Regions from separate parts of the Mus musculus genome. Here all the other regions are linked to region 3. Evidence: chromatin contacts called from public HiChIP or PLAC-seq data. All regions are on one chromosome and are shown on one strand. The core of a region is the stretch at or near the end of the contact, and the rest is flanking DNA. Distances in the headings are between cores, read along the strand shown. Region 1 has its middle 12 kb from the start of D630010B17Rik. Region 2 has its middle 50 kb from the start of Gm41388. Region 3 overlaps 9430014N10Rik (RIKEN cDNA 9430014N10 gene). Region 4 overlaps Prickle1 (prickle planar cell polarity protein 1).

Region 1 (2,700 bases), core at 67-2,566, 320 kb before region 3:
GGAATTGAACCCAAGTCTTCTGGAAGAACACCCAGTGCTTTTAACCCCTGAAATTTTTCTCCATACCCATAAGTATTTTATTTAATATTACCTAGAAGGAGAGTCTCGAAGGGTATGGCTGTGACTGGAGATGAACCAGTGCTTACATTTGTCCGAATAGAAATACTTCAGTCATTTAAAGAGTGCTCAGAGTTTTTCTCAATATTAAACACGATCACACAGAACTGCTTTCTGTCCTAGACTGTCAGAGTCACAGATGGTTTTCTGTGATGTTGATGTTGTGTGAAAATGTTTATATTCCGTTCCAGAACACCAAAGCCTAATAAGACAAAGTTGGAAAGAACTCAAATGCCCATCAGCAAGAACATAGATATAAAATAACACAGAACTTAAAATACCAACCAGACTTCACACACACACTTCCACATGTGTGTGTGTGTGTGTATGAGAGAGAGGGGGGAGGGAGCAGGAGAGAGAAAGGGAGAGGAAAAGAAGCAGGGGAGGGCAGAAAAGAGAAAAATATATGTTTAAAAATGTAACAATTAAGCAGGGCATGGTGGCGCACGCCTTTAATCCCAGCACTTGGGAGGCAGAGGCAGGCGGATTTCTGAGTTCGAGGCCAGCCTGGTCTACAAAGGGAGTTCCAGAACAGCCAGGGATATACAGAGAAACCCTGTCTCGAAGAAAAAAAAAGTAAAAATTATATCCAACTTAAAAACGATAGCTAGAGATACAGCTCAGTGGTTAAGACCATTTGCTGCTTTTGCAGAGAATCCAGGTTAAGTTCCCAGCATCCACATGTCAGCTCATAATGGCCTGTAGTCTTGTCTTAGTAGACTAAACCAATTGTATCAGATTAGCCAAATCTGCTTTAGAAATGAGCAAATTCATTGTTATTAGTGTTGGAATAGTATTCTGGGCCATCCATTTGGTTTGGAAGAATGTCCAGTACAGGAAATCCTTAATAGAATTTCTTGCCTTTCAGTGACAAAGGCTAGAATTTCTAGGCTTCCGTGAGAGCTCTGTTGATAAAAACAACGTAAAAACTGATGACACTTATGAGAAATCATGTTTTCAAAGCAGGTTTCTTCTCTTGCCTTATTTCCTCTCCCTCCCTCCAGCTCTTTACCCTACAATCTACTAATGACTTCTTTAGCAGGCTTTGGCCGGTTTAGTTGTTGAGCCAAGTCTGACTGGGGCAGGAAGTTGTGCTAGCCAGGACTTCTGAGGGGGCTTCAAAGTGAGTCATGTTGGCAGACTCACCTGGTGTGCCAGAGCCAGACTCAAGCTCTGAAGCCTGTGCAGCTGCATCATTTCTGAGCCAGTCCGTTCTCCCTCCCACTCAGCCTTGGGTTATCTCTGGCATCTGCCTCTCTCCTTCATGTTGTAGAAAACTATGTGAAAACAACAGAGGTTTAGAAGTCTTCTAATCTTCTCTAGTATGTTCCTGTTGGTGGATCTACTGCTGTGATATGAGGAGCTCAATGAGAAATGGTCTTACACATAACTGCTCATGTGTAGGATAATAAAATAACTAAAAAAAAAATTGTCATGACAAAATCGAATTTCATTTGAACCTATCTCTCTTTCCGAGATAACTGGCTTGTACTCTTAATGAGTACTCAAGAGAGTGACTACTCACTTTTGTTCACTTATTGATGAATGTGTGCAGGTCACTGGGGAAGTAATATGGTCAAGTTGATGGCACCCATGTTAAATCCAGGGATGGCAGATGGACAGAAGTATCATGGTATTCACTGTTTTAATCAATGCTTATCAATATCTTCTATATGCCCCATAATTATCATCATGGGGATAAAACATTCTAAAACTGCAGCCCTCCTAACAGTTGCATTTGAACAATGAAAATAAAACATTCAACAATAATTAATAATTAGCTTCAGTATTCTCCATGATGCCAAATGCCAAAAAGACAAACAGAGAAAGAGGGGCAGAATCTGAAGCTGCTCAAGGAGCTACCATCTAACTAAGGTAGGTTTGTCCAGGGAAGGGCTTACAAAGACCAACTTGAGTAACTGCTAGAAGCGAGATGAGGAAGCTCATGTCTTTCTGAAGGGAGAGAGCACCAGGAAGAAGGAGAATAAGCAAAGATGACAGTTCTGTGACAGTCTTGAGTAGTCACGAAAAGTTCAGGCTAAGAAAAAGCATAAATAAGGAGGTAGGGGAAGCTGGAGCAGCAACTGATGAAGAGGCATCAGGAGATGAGGACAGAGAGGGACAAGGAGGCCGGTTGTGATAGACCCTTTGGTCCTATAAGACACGTTATTTTTACTTGGCATGAGCTAGAAAAAGCACTGGGATTGACCTGTATCCTTACAAGGTCACCTTGCCTATAAGTCTTGAAAGGAACTGAAGGATCGAAAACCTGATGCCAGGGGTTGTGAAGGTAATGCCCTGCATAGGTCTGAAGAGCTGTGAAATGGGACTGACTGTAGAGTAGTGTGCCATGCAGTGGCAGACACAGACTGCTAGCCATCCTCAGGTATTTATTCTTCATCTCAAACCCTCTCTGCTTTAGTCGGAGGGATCTAACTCTTCCACACTTTGCAACCAGTTGCATTGATGGTCCACACTGTGTAGTTAAGGAATGAAGTAGTAACCTATGCCTAAATCAATCCAGCCTCTATGGAGGAGATTCAAGTCTATGCCTGTTGCTCAAACCAGTCAATGATGTCTCAA
Region 2 (2,700 bases), core at 108-2,607, 270 kb before region 3:
TGCTTTAAAAAAGAAAAAAAAAATAATTAGAGAAACCAGGCTTTCTCAGCCTGTGTGTGTGCCACGCACAGCCATACGCACTTTTATCCTGGCTGCCAAAGCAAAGAACGGTGTATGGTCATCATTTTGCTTAGCTTTATCTGAAGCCAATTTTAGACTTCACGGTGCTTCTCTGGTTCTTCATTCTTCAGGGTGTCACCAAAGGTGACCCATGAAGGTAGTGATTGAGAAAAGTGTTCTAAATGTTAAGTGATAAAGAAAACAGTCACCACTCCAGTTTCCAGAACTATTTTTGAATCTGGAAGTCAAAGAGCAGACGCGTGACTATTATGTAGGCTCCCACTGCTTACAGTGAGCCCTTCAAGCATGACCCTTGGGTCATGAGGTTCAAAACCAGACACTGTCTAGGTTTGACCTGCAGGCTGTTATTCTCAACCACTAACAGATAAGAATTAACTACAACGATGCTAGTTTCAGAGTTAAGAAGGACGAACAATATTAACCAACCAACCCCACCTCAACCCCCACCGCAGAGCTCCCAGGGACTGAAACACCAACCAAAGAGTACGCGTGGAGGGACGCATGGCTCAAGCCACATATGTAGCAGACGATTGCCTTATCTGGCATTAATGGGAGGGGGGGCCCTTGTTACTTTGGAGACTCGGTGACCCAACCAAAGGGAATGCTAGGGCAGTGAGGTGGCAGAGGGTGGGTGGGTGGGTGCAGGAGCACCCTCATAAAAGCATGGGGGAAGGGGAGTGGGATGGAGGTTTGTGGAGGGGAAACAGGAAAAGGGGATAACATTTGAAATGTAAATAAATAAAAAAAGCAATATAAAATACAATACAATAAAATAACAAAGTTAAGAAGCTGTTCCAGGGAATTACTGTGGGCCTGTGTGTTTGTTTGTTTATTTGTCTTTATTTCAGAGTCAAGGAACATTTCATAAGTTAGAAGTACAGCATTTGACTTTGGCCTTAAAGGCTGCCAGTTTTGTGTTCCCGTTGGTTTAGGCGTCAATGAATGCACCTAACACAAACTTAGCAACTGAGGCTTCCTGGCAGGGTAATGACTGTGGGCACATACAGCTTGAAGCAGTGGAGGGTTGGGGGGAGGGAAGGAAGACCCTGGGATTTCAGAGAACAGCCCCAGGTTCTTTGGTAATTAGTTGCTTTTGAAAACTTTTTCTATGTTGACATACAAAACTTAAGTGACTGCTCAAGCTAGGGTGCCTGAGATGAGCTAGCTGTTCTCTAATTTATATACAAGGAAAATGAAGCATGCTAAGCGGGCCTTTGTGGGCCAGGGGAGACAGGCATGGGTGTGGCTTATGCCGCAGAAATGAATCACTTGCATGAACCACATGCATCTGTGCCTTCTTCCTGTGCCTGTTCAAAGCCAGCTGTGGCTTCACAGGAGACTCTTCAACGACCGACTAAGAAATAAAGTCCATTTTACCTGTGTTAGAAATGCATTTTATGCTATTCTGGCATCATCCTCAGTGGGCACACTAGATCCCCAGGAAAAGGCAACTGTGAAAAAAGGAGTGACGAAAGTATAAAAGTGTCCCAGCATCTCATTTCCCTATTAGAGTAGAGGCAGAGATTTTTTTTTCCAACACAAGACTGGAGATCTGACCTCTTTGGCTAATGAATCTTTGGGAAAAAGCTGGAGATAAAACACTCTGGTCTTAGAATGTGTCACATAGAATGTGACTGAAAAAAAAAGCCTCCACATGTGGACAAGCATTCTAGACACTTGGCCTCATTTCTCGTTCATTGCCAGGGTGTCTGATGGGCTCACGGTGGTGTGGCAGCAAGAAGCATTGCTGTCTGGACTGACTGGAGCTTCTTCTCCTATTCAGAGCTCAGTCGGCAGTGAAAGGTTCTCAGGTCAAGGGTAAAGTGCTCTATTTTGCCTCCGTATAACATACACTGCACCCTCCACCCCCATGCAAAGAAGCTCATCTTTTCTCCTAGCAGAAGGCCCAGTGAAAACAGTTACATTCTCAAGGGTACAGCAGACCCACTTTGACTAAGATTTACTCAGCTAAGCTTCCAATTTGCCATTAAGTAGCAACTTCACCAAACTCCCGTTATCTAGATCACTGTTAGCTACCCGGTGGCTGACTTTTTTTTTGATGGATTAAATTGCAGATTGAGGTCAGAAAGGTACCTGCTGCTCAAGCAATAAGACTGAACTTTGATCTTTAACACCTACATAAAAATCCAGGCATGGTGACACACTCTTGTAATTCTAGTGCAGAGGAGGAAGAAATAGGCTGGTCTTTCACAGTTTACTGACTAGCCAGTATGGCCTACTCCATAAGCCCCAGGCCCAAGTGAAGGTCCCTGTCTCAGATATAACAAAAACATAAACAACAACAAAAACAACAACAACAACAAACAAGATTAAGTGCTCCTTAGAAACAACACTATTCCAGCCTCCACATGCACATTCATACATGTGCACACATACATGCACACAAACACACAAGTCACTGTATATAATTACTAGTAGGCTGCTGTTCTATAGGAGTTTTCTCTAAGACTGAAACCTTCAGTCTGAAGCTAAGATTGTTAGGACACAGGGTGTTAGGAATGAGATGAAACAGTAGCAGAGGAGACACTCCACCCTGCAGGAAAGTTCTTTAAGCTCAGGAAGGCAACAACTCAAAGACTTCAGGAAGTCCCTGAATCT
Region 3 (2,700 bases), core at 58-2,557:
AAAGAAAGAGAACAACTGGAGAATACCAGAGTAACTGAATTAAACTCCAGACAATGTACGACTGGTTTTTCTTTTTTGCTCTCAAGACAGCCTAGAAATCAACATGTGCTAACCTGTTACGAAAGAAAAAAACAATAATAAGGCCATCTCTTATTTGTAATTGGCATTTCAAATGAACTAATTATTTCATGAGCTAAAGTGAAATGATAACACACTAGGTAATCAGCTTTCTGTCACGGTGACAACACACTCGAGGGGACCGTCTAAGAGGGAGAGGAATATTTCAACTTGTCATTAAGATGTCAGTCCACAGTTTGGGGCCTGTAGGGAGGGAAAACATGACAAACAGTGCAGATACAAGAAAGCTGCTTAGCTTGTGGTGAGGGTGGGGGAGCTGCAAGGAGCAGGGGGCGGGAGAGAGAGAGAGAGAGAGAGAGAGAGAGAGAGAGAGAGAGAGAGAGAAGGGTTCCACTATCCAAGAGTATGTTCACTGTCTCCCACTCAGCTTCACTTCCTAAGGGTTCCATTAGCTCAGAATAACTAACACCAGAGTCCTGCAACCAAACCTTCAGGACATGGCATTTGTAGGACATTTCGGATTCAAACAGGGATGCACTTGAAAGCTTTTGTGAGCTGAATCATCTGTCCATATTCATTTTACCCTGAGGTTTGATTTTCTGCTGTTAAAACGACAGGGAATCCATTGTTTCTTTCTTCAATGCCATCGCCAGCCACTTGAAAGTTCAATGTTCACAATGACAAATGCTAGGTATTCTTTTTGTTTTCTTTTTTTTTAAATTGACAGTGTGTGAAATGGGTAAAAATCAATTCCAATCTCTATTCTAAGACAGTGAACTTGGCTGGAGGGAAATAGATGAGTTTTATTTTTTTACTGATACTTGACCAGAATACAAGTCTCCATTGTCCAACCCCAAGATCTGACCAAGACCCTAGTTAGTACTCACTAGGCCTCTACCTTTTCACTCTTAACATGAGGATAAAATATCAAGTTAGAAAGAGGGTGGTCAGGGATAAAAGAAATTCAATACCGGCCACAAATATCACCCTGCCTGGCACAGGTGGATTTTCTTTCAAGTCTAAGACCAGGACCAGCATAAATCCATACCCCTACAATAGCAGGGACTATGCCATCACAGTCCTGCATTACATGGGCTGCAGAGGGACTGAGTGAGGTGACCAGAGAGAATTGTGGGAAATGGTGTCTGAGATAGCACAGGTTTGAGGAAGTAGAGCCAAGGAAGATACCACAGTGCAGAAAACTCCAAGCCAGCATCCACAGAGGCAGGAAGGCGGAGCGCCACCCGCCCTGCCTCAGAGGCTCATCCTGTGGTTTGCACCTACAGCAGCCACAGCAGCACATTTGTGCTAAAACGGCCATCTGTCCTTTTGAAGAAAGAATCAGGAGACTCAACCCCAAACTGTCATTTTCTAGAGGAGCCAATGGCCATGGGGTGTTCTTCTCCCGAGCCAGCTTAGCCTTAGTATTTTACTCCTGTGAGCAGAGCTGTTGTTTTCTGTTACATCTGCACCCCCCACCCCCCCACCCCCCGCCTAAGCACATTTATTTTTATTGTGAACAAACCAAATGCCATGTGACTTGCAAGACCCCTCACTGCGGGAGGGTGGGGCCAGTCCTCCTCTCGGAGGGACACTCCTCTAATCTGGTTCCTGGTTTTGAGAGAAAACTGAGAGCATGACAAATGTCTCTGCTGTCCATGACCCTAGATGAAGAGGAGGCTTTTTGTCTGTCTCGGATTCTTTTCCTCCTAACGCTGGGTCTCAGCCGCTCCTTCTTTACCTGTCTGTCACTTCTGTCTCTTCAGCCCATGTTTCCAGAGCAGAGCTGAGCTAGGTTGGCACTACAAATCCAGGTATGCTGAAGGCGCATGGCTGTAGTCAGAGAAGCCTCATAGGAAGGTGTGTGCAAAGCAGGGAGATTTTCTTTCAGTCGCAAGACATATCAGAGTGGGTAGGAGGTCCAAGGCAAACCAGATCAGTCACTCCTCTAGCTGCACAAGGAGAGACCCCTTCCCAGCCAGAACAGGCAATTACTGGAAGGCAAAATGCACAAGAGCAGCCAGGTGACTGTCAAACAGCTCTGCATACACACTGTTCCATATTCTAGACCCACATCTTCGGTCACAGAAATTATAAGATAAATCTAGACAAAGCATTCAAATTGTTGCCAATTGCAAAAAAAAAATAAATGTGAAGTGCTTTATGGAAATTACTTTATGGGGAATAAAAAGCCTTCGGCCTGTCATGCTTGACAATGGAAGGTTATTGTTATCTTTTTAATAAGAGGGAAAACCACTTTGTGCCCATATGCGTATACATTTGCATTCTTATGGAAGAAATGAACTTAAATTATAGAAAGATGTTTATTAAAATTCATTGCAATTCTCATGCCATTCTTTTTTTTTTTAATAACTAGCTACCTTGCTCTACGGTGTCCTCCGCCTAAGATAGACAAATGCATCTGGGCCTCAGAGAGGCCAAAGGCAGCGCCTCGGAGCATCCTCAGGGACTGGGCTGTATTTAGTCACTTATGTGTAAAAATCGATTTACACATTTAAGGATGTTCGAGTGTTTATGTTGAGCGCGTCCCTGAATTGCAAATATATTAAATAAGATCAAGACGAAAACAAGGACCTAAACACACATGAAAGGCGTGGATGA
Region 4 (2,700 bases), core at 109-2,608, 400 kb after region 3:
GTAACCACTCCTCTTACGTTGGCTACTTTTACTTGACATCCGGGCTCCTACTGGATTGTCACTTGTCTCCTTAATTTTTGTTTTTTTAAATTTTTATGTGATTGGGTATTTTGCCTGCATGTGTGTATGTCTGTACACTATGTGTCTCTGCCTGGTTCCCAAGGAAGACGGAAGAAAGCATCTTGGGTCAGATGCTCTCTTGACACATATACGATGATGGAGAAGCCATACAGCTGCAGGCTGGGATGTGTGGTTCTTTTTAAATGAATGAAATGGTGAAAGGAGCTAGCTAGTTTCCAAGAAAAGAGAGGGGTGAGAAAAGACAAAGGAGAGGCATGGAAGTGTTAACACTTCCTGTGGCTTAGAGGCCGCATGCGTGGATCACTCCTAAGATAATCCCTGAAAAAGTACACCAACTCTGCCAACCTCCAGCTTGCTTCTCCCTCTGATGGCTCTGGTTCTAAGGCTCCTTAACTCCTTGCCTCCTTGCCTCCGGACAACCGGCCCTAAGGCTTCATACTGCATTTAAATATTTAAATGCTAATGGTAGCAGGTACTGTGGTCACACCACCCGGTAAAACTGGAAGCTAACACTGGGATGAAAGTGGATCTCTGCTTTCCTACAATTGTGGTACCCTTTATGTTGTCGAGAAAGTTTGTTGAAAGGCTGGACTAAAACCTGTGTGAGTTTGTGGTTTAAAATGGGGACATTGCATCCAAGTGACATGTCACACGATTTACCCCCATCAGGATAGGGACTCATCCCACATTCTCAGAGAGAACAGCTCTAAGAAGGGATTTAGACCTTTGGTTTAGGAGGCAGAAAACATGGTCTCTCACCATTTGCAGAGCTTTTGTTTTATTTTTCTAGTTTTGAAAATAGAGTAGCATTTAATTTTTAAAGGCTCTTTTTTTAAAAATATTTATATTCTGTTGTTTTCCTCCTACCCCACCCCCCAGCCAGGTTTGGCAGCAGACAAATGCTCCCCGTTTCAAAATTCAGGTTAAATTGCATCGAAAGTAGCAGTTCTCCTGGTGAGAGCCCATGAGTTACTAATTAAAGTCTTAACCCCTAGTCTCTTCCTTTGACACACAGGGGCGGATCTTACAGGGCAAAAGGGAAAGACCCAAGCTGTCTTCTGACTTTCATTAACACGTCCCCTTTTATTGAGGGGGTGGAGGAATGCACCTCTGTTTCCAGTCTTTGCTAAGACGTGAATTGTCTGCACCTGTGTGCCACGGCTGGGTCAGAGGTGAGAACCCCCGCCACCGTGGAGTCGGAAATGAGGCTGCCTGCCCTTCTGTTGGGGTGCCTGAAAGCCCGTTTACTGGCTGGGGCGGTATCTTGCTGAGTCACCATTTCTCCTGCAGGAATGACTGCAGCCATGAGGCAGGTGCTCTTTTAACTCTGCCCCTTTGTGAGCTGTTCTCAAGTTCGAAGTTTAAAATGTCCTTGGATATTTTGCTAGCGGTGTATTTTAACAAGTGACTCCCCCGACCCCACCAACACTAAGAATTTAGTGTTGCACTGAGAGAATTGCTGAAACATCATTTTACCTCGGTCTGGGATTGGTTAGGATTTAAAGACAGAGGGATTAGGCTTTAACTCTTCTTATACAGGAGGCATTTGCCATCCTGGAACCCTCTCTGTAAAGTGACTGGATCAGACTAATAATTTAAAAAAATATATTAATATTTATTTTATGTGCGTTGGTGTTTTGCCTGCATGTATGTTTGAAGGTGCCAGGTCTCTAGAATTGGAACTCTAGCCAGTTGTGGGCTGCCATGTGGGTGCTGAGAATTGAACTCAGGTCTTCTAGAAGAGCAGCCATAGCCCTTAACCACCGAGCTATCTCTCCGGCCCCCTAACACACAAACTTCTTTATATTAAAATATGTCAGGATCAAAACGTTTAAAGAAAACTGGAATCGTGAAGGTTCTTGTTTTCCTTCTTAGTGCCTCGTGTGTGAGCGATGATTTTTAAGAACTATAAGACAAAGGGATAACACACCGTGCTACCAAAGCCAACATCTCAGCCTCAGGACCACTCCTTGACACCTTCAGTACCCTTTTTCTGAGACAGCTTTCTTATTCAGAAATTTAACACCTCACTTTGACCAATAGTGGGGCTGGTTCCATTTCACACTCAATAAGCCTTCCTAAACGTTGGTTGATAATGAGATTAAACAATCAAGTCTCCAAGCTGGACCCATCTGTGACCTGGCACCGTATCCAGTATTCCGAGGGGATTCGCTGACTGCCTGTCCTGGGTGTAGAAGTTTGATGTCAGGGATTAGAAGTTTAAACTGTACGGTTTACTTCAGGGATAACACTCTCGGCTGTCTCTGCTGCCTCCACTGGAAAACTTGCTTAGGAAATCTGGGGGACTGAGCAGGGTCTCTGCGGCCAGCTTTCTGGGCAAGGCAGAGCCCAGTTCCCCACTTCTGTTTAAACTCTTACACCTCGCAGGATCTCACGCATAGGTAAACAAGTCAAGCAGAGCCATCCCCTTACTCGAGCAAGAAGTATCCTTTAAAGGCAACAGAGAGCACTAGCCTGGTGGCCCGTTTTCTTTGGTACTGAGCTGGTTAAGGGAGTCACTTCCTAATTGCCTGAGTGGCACGGGGCCTGAAGTCAGCAAACCCAGGCGTTTGGTTCACTGTCTCTGAGCCCATCCATATGTAAACTAGAAGCTCTTGG

What was found. HiChIP or PLAC-seq counts read pairs in DNA pulled down with a chosen protein or histone mark.
Region 1: a contact with region 3 is called in an H3K27ac HiChIP or PLAC-seq map of DN3 thymocytes, with 5 times the contacts expected there. The contact joins two enhancer-like sites.
Region 2: a contact with region 3 is called in an H3K27ac HiChIP or PLAC-seq map of T-cell acute lymphoblastic leukemia, with 2.3 times the contacts expected there. The contact joins two enhancer-like sites. A contact is called at or near these places in 1 of 484 Hi-C or Micro-C datasets (nephron progenitors), 1 of 115 datasets of contacts at active chromatin or transcription factors (T-cell acute lymphoblastic leukemia) and 1 of 9 other capture datasets (embryonic stem cells).
Region 4: an H3K27ac HiChIP or PLAC-seq map of T-cell acute lymphoblastic leukemia shows a contact between it and region 3, with 4 times the contacts expected there. The contact joins two enhancer-like sites. A contact is called at or near these places in 1 of 15 datasets of contacts at CTCF or cohesin (the NIH/3T3 cell line), 2 of 484 Hi-C or Micro-C datasets (the 3T3-L1 cell line and uterus) and 4 of 115 datasets of contacts at active chromatin or transcription factors (T-cell acute lymphoblastic leukemia, craniofacial prominence, epiblast stem cells and 1 more).

What each region holds. Positions count from the first base shown.
Region 1 is chr15:94,233,932-94,236,631 of GRCm38.p6, reverse strand. No RefSeq gene overlaps it. Among named protein-coding and RNA genes, the nearest start is that of D630010B17Rik, 12 kb to the left of the region's middle. Within about 2 kb of position 1,316, at least 19 of the 459 cell types and tissues checked have an H3K27ac peak or open chromatin away from gene starts, as enhancers often do. A contact at or near this core is called in DN3 thymocytes, where this site is marked.
Region 2 is chr15:94,186,433-94,189,132 of GRCm38.p6, reverse strand. No RefSeq gene overlaps it. Among named protein-coding and RNA genes, the nearest start is that of Gm41388, 50 kb to the right of the region's middle. Within about 2 kb of position 1,357, at least 26 of the 459 cell types and tissues checked have an H3K27ac peak or open chromatin away from gene starts, as enhancers often do. A contact at or near this core is called in T-cell acute lymphoblastic leukemia, where this site is marked.
Region 3 is chr15:93,912,293-93,914,992 of GRCm38.p6, reverse strand. The region is part of intron 2 of 9430014N10Rik (RIKEN cDNA 9430014N10 gene); the gene reads left to right. Among named protein-coding and RNA genes, the nearest start is that of 9430014N10Rik, 13 kb to the left of the region's middle. Within about 2 kb of position 1,307, at least 44 of the 459 cell types and tissues checked have an H3K27ac peak or open chromatin away from gene starts, as enhancers often do. A contact at or near this core is called in DN3 thymocytes and T-cell acute lymphoblastic leukemia, where this site is marked.
Region 4 is chr15:93,512,684-93,515,383 of GRCm38.p6, reverse strand. All of the region lies in intron 1 of Prickle1 (prickle planar cell polarity protein 1), which reads left to right. Among named protein-coding and RNA genes, the nearest start is that of Prickle1, 82 kb to the left of the region's middle. Within about 2 kb of position 1,358, at least 51 of the 459 cell types and tissues checked have an H3K27ac peak or open chromatin away from gene starts, as enhancers often do. A contact at or near this core is called in T-cell acute lymphoblastic leukemia, where this site is marked.